2 separate regions of the Mus musculus genome follow, and region 2 is linked to region 1. Evidence: chromatin contacts called from public promoter capture Hi-C data. All regions are on one chromosome and are shown on one strand. The core of a region is the stretch at or near the end of the contact, and the rest is flanking DNA. Distances in the headings are between cores, read along the strand shown. Region 1 overlaps Tmem104 (transmembrane protein 104). Region 2 holds the start of Ush1g (USH1 protein network component sans).

The links. Promoter capture Hi-C pulls out the DNA fragments that hold promoters and counts their contacts.
Region 2: a contact with region 1 is called in a promoter capture Hi-C map of hematopoietic stem and progenitor cells, with 2.3 times the contacts expected there. The contact joins the promoter of Ush1g here to the enhancer-like site in region 1. A contact is called at or near these places in 4 of 39 promoter capture datasets (3T3-L1-derived adipocytes, cranial neural crest, hematopoietic stem and progenitor cells and 1 more), 2 of 115 datasets of contacts at active chromatin or transcription factors (the HPC-7 cell line and embryonic stem cells) and 1 of 9 other capture datasets (adipose tissue).

Annotation. Positions count from the first base shown.
Region 1 is chr11:115,228,820-115,233,764 of GRCm38.p6, forward strand. All of the region lies in intron 9 of Tmem104 (transmembrane protein 104), which reads left to right. Among named protein-coding and RNA genes, the nearest start is that of Grin2c, 36 kb to the right of the region's middle. Within about 2 kb of position 2,897, at least 112 of the 459 cell types and tissues checked have an H3K27ac peak or open chromatin away from gene starts, as enhancers often do. A contact at or near this core is called in the HPC-7 cell line and hematopoietic stem and progenitor cells, where this site is marked.
Region 2 is chr11:115,318,166-115,323,467 of GRCm38.p6, forward strand. It overlaps Ush1g (USH1 protein network component sans), which reads right to left and starts at 3,753. Exons shown (of 3, transcript NM_176847.3): 1 at 3,528-3,753; 2 at 1-1,037. The coding sequence starts at 3,691. It overlaps Otop2 (otopetrin 2), which reads left to right and starts at 4,365. Exons shown (of 8, transcript NM_001362400.1): 1 at 4,365-4,456; 2 at 4,760-4,936; 3 at 5,221-5,302. The coding sequence starts at 5,254.

The sequences.
Region 1 (4,945 bases), core at 1,647-4,146:
GGACAGGAACACCACTTCTGCCTTGTCAAGGATGTGGTGTTTGGCACAGCCATAAAACCCAGTGGGCCACGGTCGCAGCTACTCCGAGCCTTTGACTCTTAGACTACCAGAGTGAGAAAAGATGCTCCTGTTATCTGAGATAGCTTCCAGCTAACTGATGCCCCCCTCCCCCCCCCGAGTGACAGCACTCTTGTCCTCAGTTAGATGCTGGGGACCTTCCCCCTTAAACTGGGTTAACAGCAGGAACCTGTCCACTTCTGCCATACCAGCCAGCCAGCCACCTCCATCCGGGAAGGAGCCAGGTGCTGTTGCCTCTCCTCTGACTGTCTATTGTGCTTCTGACCTTCTCAGTATAAAAGCTAAAAAGGGGTGGGGCCGGGACATAAGTCAGCACAGTGTCTGTCTAGTATGCATGAAGCCCGGGTTTGGTCCCCAGCACCAGATAAAACCAGATATGGTAGCACGCACCTGTACTCCAGCACTTGGGGAAAGCAGGAGGAGAAAGGGAAGTTCAAGGTCTCGCTTAGCTTCAAGGGCAGCCTTGGCTACACGGGATGAGTGGGAGCCTCCACCCCACTCCCTGGCACAGAGTTCCCTGAGAAGGTTGAGTTGGGTTCCTTCTTCCTAGCTGTCCTCCTTAACCCGCATCAGGACCAGGGCTGCAGGCTGCTGCTGATTCCATGTCGTGCCCCAGCAGGGTGATGCTTCTGCTAAGGGCATTCACACTAACAGTGTCAGGAACAATGCCAAGCTTCTCCTAGCCCCTGACTGCCACGGTGGGAAGGCAGGTCGTCCTCTCAAATAGCCTGCCCTGCCCCAGCTAAAGCAAATTGGTCGTGGGCCAGCCCCCAGCACCTCTCTAATCCCGGAGCCCTGGAGGGCTTGTTGCCTAGCAGTCAGGGTTGACAGGGGTCAAAACACAGTCGGTTCCAAGTCTCTTATATCTTGTCTCATGTGACATGTGAGAGCTCCAGCCAGGGTGCTGATGTTTTTGTGGGCGGGGTTTGGAGAAGGATGTTCTCTGCCCCTACCTACCTATCTCTCCTGCCCAGTACTTTTCACTCCCTGCGGCTGGGTCTGCAAGCCTGGCCCCTGTCCTGCTGGTACTTGCCTGTCCTTGGCCTGGGAAGGGTTCTCTAAGCTCTGGCCTGAAGCTGAGCCCCTTCTCATGTCTTGTCATGCTGGGATGATGGGCAGGAGGGAGTGGGGGCCTGTGGCACATGCTTTGGCCAGATTGATGGAGTCCATAAGAGACAACAGCCCTGATAGTGACAGTTGAACTTCTATATTATTTTTAACAAAGTTTCCATCTAAAGAGAGCAGCTTGGGGCCCAGTGTAGTGGCACACATTTATAAGCCACACACTTGGGAGGAGGAGGCTGGGGGGGTCAGGAGTTCAAGGCCAGCCTTGACTACATAGGAAAGGGAGCTTGAACTCATCAGACCCAGTCTCAGAGAGAGAGGAAGGAGGCTGAGGAAGGAGAGCGAGCCTGCGAGGGAGGGAAGAGCTTAGAGTAAATAAATGTTCCTGTGAGAACTAGAACTGGGTGAGGACAGAGGATCACAGCATGAGGATTCCAGCAGAGCTCCTCATCCCACCAAACCAGCCCACCTTTGCTTCCCTCCGCTCTACCCTCCCCTGCATCGGGACAGACACTGGCTGTGTTAGGGAGATGGCGCAGTGGGTATAAACCACTCTCTGTACGAGCCTGATAGCCTCACTTGGGCCCCCCCCCCAACCCACGTAAAAGCTGGGCACAGTAGCACAGAGGTCTGGCATCTCAGTTCTTATGGGAAATTGGGAGCAAAAGACAGGATCTCCAGAAACTCGGGGTCTATGCAGCAGTAAACAAGCACTGGGCAGCAGATGAAGCCAGAGCTTCAGTATCTAACTTGCTGCCAACATTCACAGGGACAGGCGAGAGTACACGTTACATGTTACACGTTCTCAGCATCTGGGGGTGGCTTACAACCTCCTGTAACTCCAGCTCCAGGGGGATCTAATGCCTCCGCCCCACTGGCACCTACCTGCATGTACGTGTATGTACCCACATGCAGACAGACAGACAACTAAAACTTCAGGAATAAATATTAAAGAAACTAAGTAAGGGTAGGCAGTGGTGACACATGCCTTTAATCTCAGCACTTGGGAGGCAGAGGCAGGGGACAGGGGGCTAGATCTCTCTCAGTTCAAGGCCAGCCTGGTCTACAGAGTGAGTTCTGGGACAACAGAGCTACACAGAGAAACCCTATCTCAAAAAAAAGAGAGAGAGAGAAAGAAAAAAAGGAAGGGAGGAAGAGAGAGAGAGAGAAAGAAAGAAAGAAGGAAGGAAGGAAGGAAGGAAGGAAAGAAAGAAAGAAAGAAAGAAAGAAAGAAAGAAAGAAAGAAAGAAAGAAAGAAAGAAAGAAAGAAAGAAAGAGAGAGAAAAGAAAGAAGAAAGAAAAGACTCAAGGCCGGCACCAGGTATATAATATTTGAGTTCCTGTCTCAAAGCTGCTATTCCTCCATGGGAACTGCTATCCTGCCTCCTACAGGGCAGAAAAGCTCCAGGTCTACCCTGGGCCTCCTGGGGCCTCCTAGCATCTCCTGAGTGCTGCGGGGCAGGAGGCAGTGGTCCTGAGGGTCTGTGACCTCCATGGGCGCCTGAGCAGAGAGCAGCTAGAAAGGATCCCACACTTGTCTCTTGCTAGCGACACTTCGACACTTCGGCTGTCTTCACTGCCTTCACGGAGACCCTTGGACTCAAATGCCGGGAGTCTCTCAGGCACACTGCTGTGGGTGACAGAGCACAAGGCAGTCATTTTTCTCCATGAGAGACTCAGTCAGACCTTTGAACTTAGAAGACTGGGCCTCCCAGTGACAGAGCCGCCCAGGAAAAGGAAAATTGCTGTTAAGTAGCTAAACCACAGTGAGCGTGGTTAAGCTCCCAGCTGGGGCAGAGGAAGTGCCGCCAGGGTGGCTCTTCTCAGCGAGAGCGAGAAGCAAGAGCGGGCATTTTCCTTCACCTAACCCCAGGTCTTGCTCTGAGGAGAACCAGGCAACAGAATCCCCCAGAAGTCCCCAAAGCCACACCAAACAGCAGGGACCTCAGTCTACCAAACCAAGCCCAGGCCACAGTAAGGGAGTCTCTCCCCTGGGGTTTTTCTAGAACTCCCTTCAGGCAGTGATCTCAGAGGTCCTCGGGAGCCTCTGCCAAGATGTCTGTGAGAAGCAGCTGCGTTGGTGCGGCCCCACAAGGCCGGCCTCCCCTCCCTCCTTCCCACACTTGGCCATCACCCACTCCCTCTCTCCCCTCTCCCCAAATGAGGGCTGTTCCTTTTCAAGAGCTGAGCAGGGAGCTCTGGGAGGCAGTAAGCTGGCCCAGGTTCCAGAAGACAGGAGAAAGAATGGGCACCAAAGGGACCGGAAAATCGTGAATAACTGTGCTGAGCCGGAAGGTTTCTTGCGCTTAATTAGGAATTTGTTCTGCCATCTGTTGAGATGAAGCCGGGGTTGATCTTGGGCCCCCAGAGTTGTGCCCGGGAGCCTCAGGTAGATCTCTCTGAGGACTTTTCTTCTACCCTCCCCTCACTTCAATAGTGGCCTAGGTCTCCTTGAAGGCTTAGGTGGCCTTTACAAATAGCCAGTTGTCCAGGGAAATGTCAAGATATAGGTGACAAATACCACCGTGGATTCGTTGCTTATGCCATACTGGCTGATTTGAGGAGAGCTCTGATTTGTCTGTTTTTAACGTGTGTGGCTGTTTTGCCTGCGTGTGTATGTATGTGCACCATGTAAGGGCCTGGCTCCAGAGGGTATGAGAAAACCATCAGATCCTCTGGGACTGGAGTTACAGACAGTTGTTATCAGCCATGTGGATGCTGGGAAGCAAACCTGGCTCCTCAGTAGTAAGTGCCCTTAACAGCTGAGCCATTACTTCAGCCCTGAGGGCACTTAGGTAGTAAATGCCTCTGAGTTCACCAGGACAGGAAGACTCTACTGTCCAGTAAGGGAGGGCATCCTCCAGGCCAGCATACACCTCCCTGCCAGCCTCTGGTCTTCCAGTTGGCTCTCCTAGGTAGCCATCACAGACTGTCCCTAAGGTGGCCCACTGAGCACAGACCAGGCTTCTGTCCTCTGCCGCCTGCTTCTGTGCTGTGGCAAGGAAGAGTTTCCTTGAGAGACTGTGAAGGATACAGTGAGGCTGAGTAGAAGGTGCTCCTTAGAGCTATGCTTAGCACCTGCTCAGCACTGAGGCAGGGGCATCACCCTTATTGCCAGCTGTCCCAGAATGAACCTCCCTTGGGACTGGCTGTGAGGTCAGGGACGTTACCTCAGCCATGTTCAAAAACAAACTGCTGTGCCCAGGATCAGCACAGCAATCTCTTCTACCCCCTCGCCACACACCCATCTGGGGACCCTGCGCTCCAGCCTGTACCCCACTCCCACCAGAGAGAGATGAGCAGACTCGTTCTTGTTGTTGGGGCACGGGGGATTATCTTTAGTCTCAGCTGTCAGTGAGCATCAGGTGGCCCAGGGACACGAGTCAGCCAGAGCAGGTCTAGCAACCAGGCTTCAATCCTGAGCCCCAAGCAACAAGACTTAGACCTGTTGGTGGCTCCTTCCCTATCCTGCTGGCTGCCCTGAGGGAGCTCTCAGGCTAGAAGGGGCCACAATGGAATTATTACTTCAATCCCATTACCCACCCACCCTCCCAGCTGTGCCACGCACAGATGCCTCCCACTTCGGCTCACCAACAGCTGGCTCAGCTCAGAGCACCCCAGCGGTGTTATTAAAAAGGCAATTCTTTCTAATAAAGGCTGCTGTGGAGCACCACCGCCCTCCTCTGGGCTGCCATGGACCCATAGGACTTCCTCCCCTGTTTGTGTATTCAGAACTGACACCTCCTGCTCTCCAGCTCCACGCTCCCCTCAAAGTGGGTCAGGCACGGTCCTCGTCCTCGCC
Region 2 (5,302 bases), core at 2,503-5,002, 90 kb after region 1:
TGTGCAGCGAGGCCAGGAAGGTCTCCAAGGGGCTGGTCTCGGGCTCCAGGTCCTCATCCAAGCCCAAGTCTAGCTCATCCCAGGGCAGCTCTTCCCCGCAACTGCGGTCCTGCAAGCTGTTGGCACTGCCTAGGCTGTCGTCGTCCAGGCTGGGGGAACTATGCAGCCGACCCCGCGGCGTGCCTGCCCCATCCAAACCCCCGTCCTCTCGGCCCAGCCCGTGCAACCCGCTGCTCACATAGTTCCTTCGAAACACCATGGTACCCAGGCCGGGGCGGGTAAACAAAGAGTCGTGGCCTGAGTCGGTGCTGACCTCCGAGTGAGCAGGCTCGGCAGCCAGTGTGGCACGGGAGACGCTGTCCTCGTCCGAGAGGAACATGTCCCTGAGTGGGGCACGGCCCCACTCCTTGGGGTTGGCGTAGGTGCCCTGGCGCACAAACATCACATCACTACCCAACTGCAGGCCGGAGAGCGATCGGACGCTTTTGCGCCCGTCCTCAGAGACCTTGAAGGTGCCCTCGCCCCCCTGCTTGCGCCTCTCCAGCTTCTTCTGGATCTTGGCCTTGCCCTTGGCCGTACCGTGCAGCGTGGCCTGCGAGTAGGGCAGCTGGCTGCCCAGCGTCATGTGCTGCAGCCGTCGGCTCAGGGTGCTGGACGTGAGGCTGGAGAAGCTGAGAGTGTCGGAGCGCTCGGCCAGCTCGCGCCGGTAGCGCCGCTCCATGCGCTCGTGGTGCTTGCGCTGCATCTTGGCGCACTCGCGGATGCGCCGCTCTGCCTCGCGGAAGGCCTTGTCCTTCAGCTTGCCCACCAGCTTGGGGTTGAGGCTGCTCTGCTTGGCCGCGATGGAATCCAGATAGCGTACGCACTCCATGTGGCCCTTCATAGCGGCCATGTCCAGTGGCGTGTGGTAGTCATTGTCCAGGCACCAGATGTTGGCCCCGAAGGAGACGAGGAAGGACAGGCAGTGCAGGTGACCATTGGAAGCTGCCAGATGCAAGGGTGTGTTTCCCCAGATGTCACACTTATCCGGGTCACCCCTGTAGGGACAGCAGATGGAAAGGTAGGATGAGTCCCTTTAGCAAGCCAGACCTGGGGTCTAATTGGAATATTGTGGAGGGGAGGGGGAGGGGGAGAAGGAGGAGAAGGAGGAGGAGATGAAGAAGGGGAAGGAGAAGGAGAAGGAGGAGAAGGAGAAAGAGAAGGAGAAGAAGGAGAAGGAGGAGAAGAAGGAAAAGAAGGCAAACCCCTGGACCTGGAATGTAGCAGCCACTAAAGCGGAAGTTCTTAACCTATGGATCATGACCCTGTATCTCATATTTTACATTATGATTCATAACAGTAGCAAAATTAGTTATGAAGTAACAACAAAATAATTTTATGGTTGGTGATCAACATGGGGAAACTGTATTAAAGAGTCTTAGCATTTAAAGGGTCGTAGCGTTAGGAAGATTGAAAACCACTACCCTAAAATAAACCCATGGGGCTGAGACCTAGATTTCCAGACCAGCAGGCTTGAGTCAACAGATGCTTCAGGATTACCAAAAACTCTGTGTGTGTGTGTGTGTGTGAGAGAGAGAGAGAGAGAGAGAGAGAGAGAGAGAGAGAGAGAGAGAGAGAGAGACAGAGAGACAGAGAGACAGAGAGACAGAAAGACTGAGAGAGCTAACCCACAAAGGGGCGGGGCTACCTAGGAGGCGGGGTGGGGCGGGCCTTCCCCTAGAGAACTGAGGCTGGGAATCTCAGGGGATAAATATTTGATGCGCTGAGAGAAAGGAGTGAATTATTCATGGGCCCTGCGGGGAGCTGGCCCAGAGTGGTGGTGGGCCAGGCCTGAGTCTGGGTCTCTAGGCAGGTGCGGTGGCCTGTGAAGCCACATGTTACAGGGTGACTGTGTCAGAGAACTAGAGGGTGGTGTGTGTGTGTGTACGTTAGGCTTAAGCCTGGGAGAACGTGAGAGGGTGCGCGCTGGTACACAGTGGGCACCGCCATGTCTGCAGGGAGCGGGGCCAGGCCTGGCAATGCCAGTGTTAGAGCAGGTGTCGGGTCTTGGCCTGAGCCAGAAGGGGACTGTGGGGACAGCCAGAACTAGAGAGGAAGAGGGCGGCGACCTGGCCACGCTGCTCTCCCTAGTTCAGGCTGCCCTACGGAGCTTTGCCCCCTCCCTCTCTAATGCCCTCCACATCTGACTCCAGCCCACCCAACTCTGCTGGCTTCCGTGGGAATCTTGCCTCTCTCGGGGTTTAGCACGGGGCCCTGCCCCACACCAATGAGGCCACAAGGCCAGCTCAGGTCTGGGGGAAGAATCACTCCCTTATCTCAACACCGCCCCTCCCCGCAGCTTCCCCCTCTGATTACCAAGTCTCTAGAACCTCAGAGCTTTGGACAGCTCTCTTTCCTTCCATACCTCCCTCCTTGCTCCTGCACGAGACTCCCATGAGCCTCTATGATGGAAGGGGCAGGGGATATAGTAGCAGTGTTTGCCCTCCTGGAGTAGGGCTCTGTCTCAGCTGTACCATTCCACACTGTCCCCACATGCTGCTAGACCGAAGGAGCAGACACAGAAGAAGAGGGGACCATGTCCCTACATATCCAGGGTCCCCTCCAATTCCATGATCAGCACAATCCCTGCCTCTGACCTTGACCCCTAGATAGAGCCTGAGACGTTCACATGAGACCTCTTGAGACATCCTTTTCCTGTCTAGGCCACACCAGTCCTACTAAACTGTTGGTGGGTAGGATATTTCCAGTAATGTGATTTAGTCCCCTTCCCCCACCCCAAACCACTTTAGTGACCCTGAATCTACGTTGCCTGACTCCTCCTCCAGACCCCTGGACTCTGTGCCCACCCTCCCTCCCAGGACAACGCCAGAGAGAGGATGGGGTGGAGGGCAGATGTCCTTTCTACACACTACAGTTCCCCACTCCTGAGTCCTGCAGAGGGGGAGGGATACAGAGAGTTAATCAGTGGCGGAACCAGTGACATTTGGTAGTGTGGACAGTGCCTGTAAACCCCAGAAGAGTGATAGGAAGGCACAGGTCAGGGTGAAGCCCGGTCCGTGGGAGCTAGCGGAGTTGTAGGGACAGCCTTTCTGGCTGCTAGACTGGGAAGTAGGCAGCGAAGGTCTTTCCTTCCTGGCCTCCCCAGTTCAAGGCCCCTGGAGATTTCCCAGCCTTCTCTCTGGTTCCCACCTACCTTTCACTCTTGCTTCCAGGCACCCTCCCCCCCCCAAAGTGTCTGATTTTTGAATACCTCTGCAGCCCCCATCCCATAATCATGGGTCCGATCCCCAAATCGAAGTTCCTCTCCTCTAATCCCTGCATCCAGTCCACAACTGTCACAAGCTCAGTTTATGTCCCTTCCACCTGTGTCTCTCTAAGTACAGCAGGCTGCACGGCCCCACCTTAGGGTCTGTCCGTAGGGGGAAAGGGCAGCTCAGGCAAGAGGGTAAGTGATGCCATGAGGTTTGGGACACCGGGTTCCAGGAAGTTCTTCCTGGTTTTCCTGGCTAGGCAGAGGGCATACTCACCCGCGGCTCACAATGAGGCGCAGAGACTCCAGGTTGCCATGGTAGGCAGCCCAGAGAGTCGGGGTCATGCCATCCTCGTCAGGGGCATTCAGCTCCTTCCGGGTGGCCTCCTTGAGGAGTTCCAGATAGCCATCCCTGGCGGCCCGGTGATACTGGTCATTCATGGCGCCCAAGTTGGACGGGACGGGCAAGGGGCACCGAGAATTGTCCCCGGACGGGGAGGACTGCCGGGTTAGGGCTGAGGCATGAGGTTGAGGGAAGGGGCTGGGCTGGGGCCTGGGCCGCCTGCCCCTGCTGCCGCAGATGGTGGATGCGGAGCGCCAGAGCCGCGACTACAGACGACTACAGACTACCGGGACATCTGAGCTGCACACCGGGGAAGGGAGGGGGGAAATCTCTCACTGCCCAGGGAGCCGCCCAGGAGCTTCCCCTGGGTCCTAAACGCCATGCTCTTCAGCACACAGACGTGACTCAAGTGAAATTCAGTTCTCTCGCTCCAAAAGCGCCCACTCTGGCGTTGCAGCCCTTGAAGCCCAATATAGGGACATTTAATACGGCCTAGACAGAACTCCGGGTGCTGGGTTCCCTGATTTCTTCACCAGTCAAAAGGACAGGTGAAAAGCTGACGAATAATGTGTGAGGGTGGGATGGAGAGGCAATTCTGATCTGGAGGACAGTGGGTCCAGAGGAGCAGGAGGACCCACCGCAAGACCTTCATCCGCAAGCAGGGCGCAGCAGTCCTGCGGTCAGCCTACACTCGTGGGGGGGGGGGGGGTGTCAAACAACAGTTCTCCAGCAGGGGGCGCTAGACGACTGCAGCCCGATTGAGGGCACCGCGTGGGAACCAGACTTTGCAGCATCCAACCAGCATCTCTGGGCAGCAGTAGTAGGGATACAGGAAGACCGAATTCGGATCACTCTGAGGGCAGGTGGGAAAAGAGGAACTGTTGTCCCGATCTCGGGACAGCAAGCAAGATCCAAAATTCCGTCCAGTTCCTGAGCTGCGACGGAGTCTAGGTGCAAGCGGGCAACGGGGGTGGGGGTCAGCTCTGCAGTCTTTGGGTGGGTGTGATCTCTGAGCACCAGGTTACAGTGGGCGCTGGGGGGCAGAGGACCCTCTGTGTACGGCAATATGGGGCCGTGCCCGAACCCTGGCAGCACCAGCGCGACAGGGTAAGGGAATCTTAACAGGTAAATATAAATCTCACCTTATCTGGCTTCCCTAAATTCAGCTCGGAGAAAAGATGGATCATGTGAGTGGGACTGAGAGGTTTATGGAGCCGAACTCTTGTGGCTGTAAATCACTCTGCCCTCTCCGGTATAAAGCACCGGTCCAGCCCGGCGTGGGAGAGAGGAGACGCTTGCTGCCCCTTGACCCCCAACTTGGTGTCGGCTCCCGGTGCAGCCAGGTGCGTGTCCCTGGCCAGGGGACTGTCAGATTTGGGGAGTGGGACTTTGTAAAGGATTCAGCCTAGGGCCGCTTCTTCTTCTCTCTGTACAATATTTCCAGGCCAGGTAGGGAAGGTACAGCTTTCAGATTTTCTCGTTTTCCCCAGTGCTTGGTCCAGCACCCTTAGTCCCCACATTCCGGGGTCCCCAAATCCAGGGATCACATGGGAGGAAAGGAGAGCCCCCTGAGTTGACTTAGAATCCTGTCCTTGCCCCCCCCCCGCCCCGACTTCGGACCTCGCAGTGATCCCTTCAACCTCCTCCAGTCGCCCCCACCATGTCGGAGGAACTGGTCCCGCATCCCAATGAGAGCCTGCCGGGGCCTC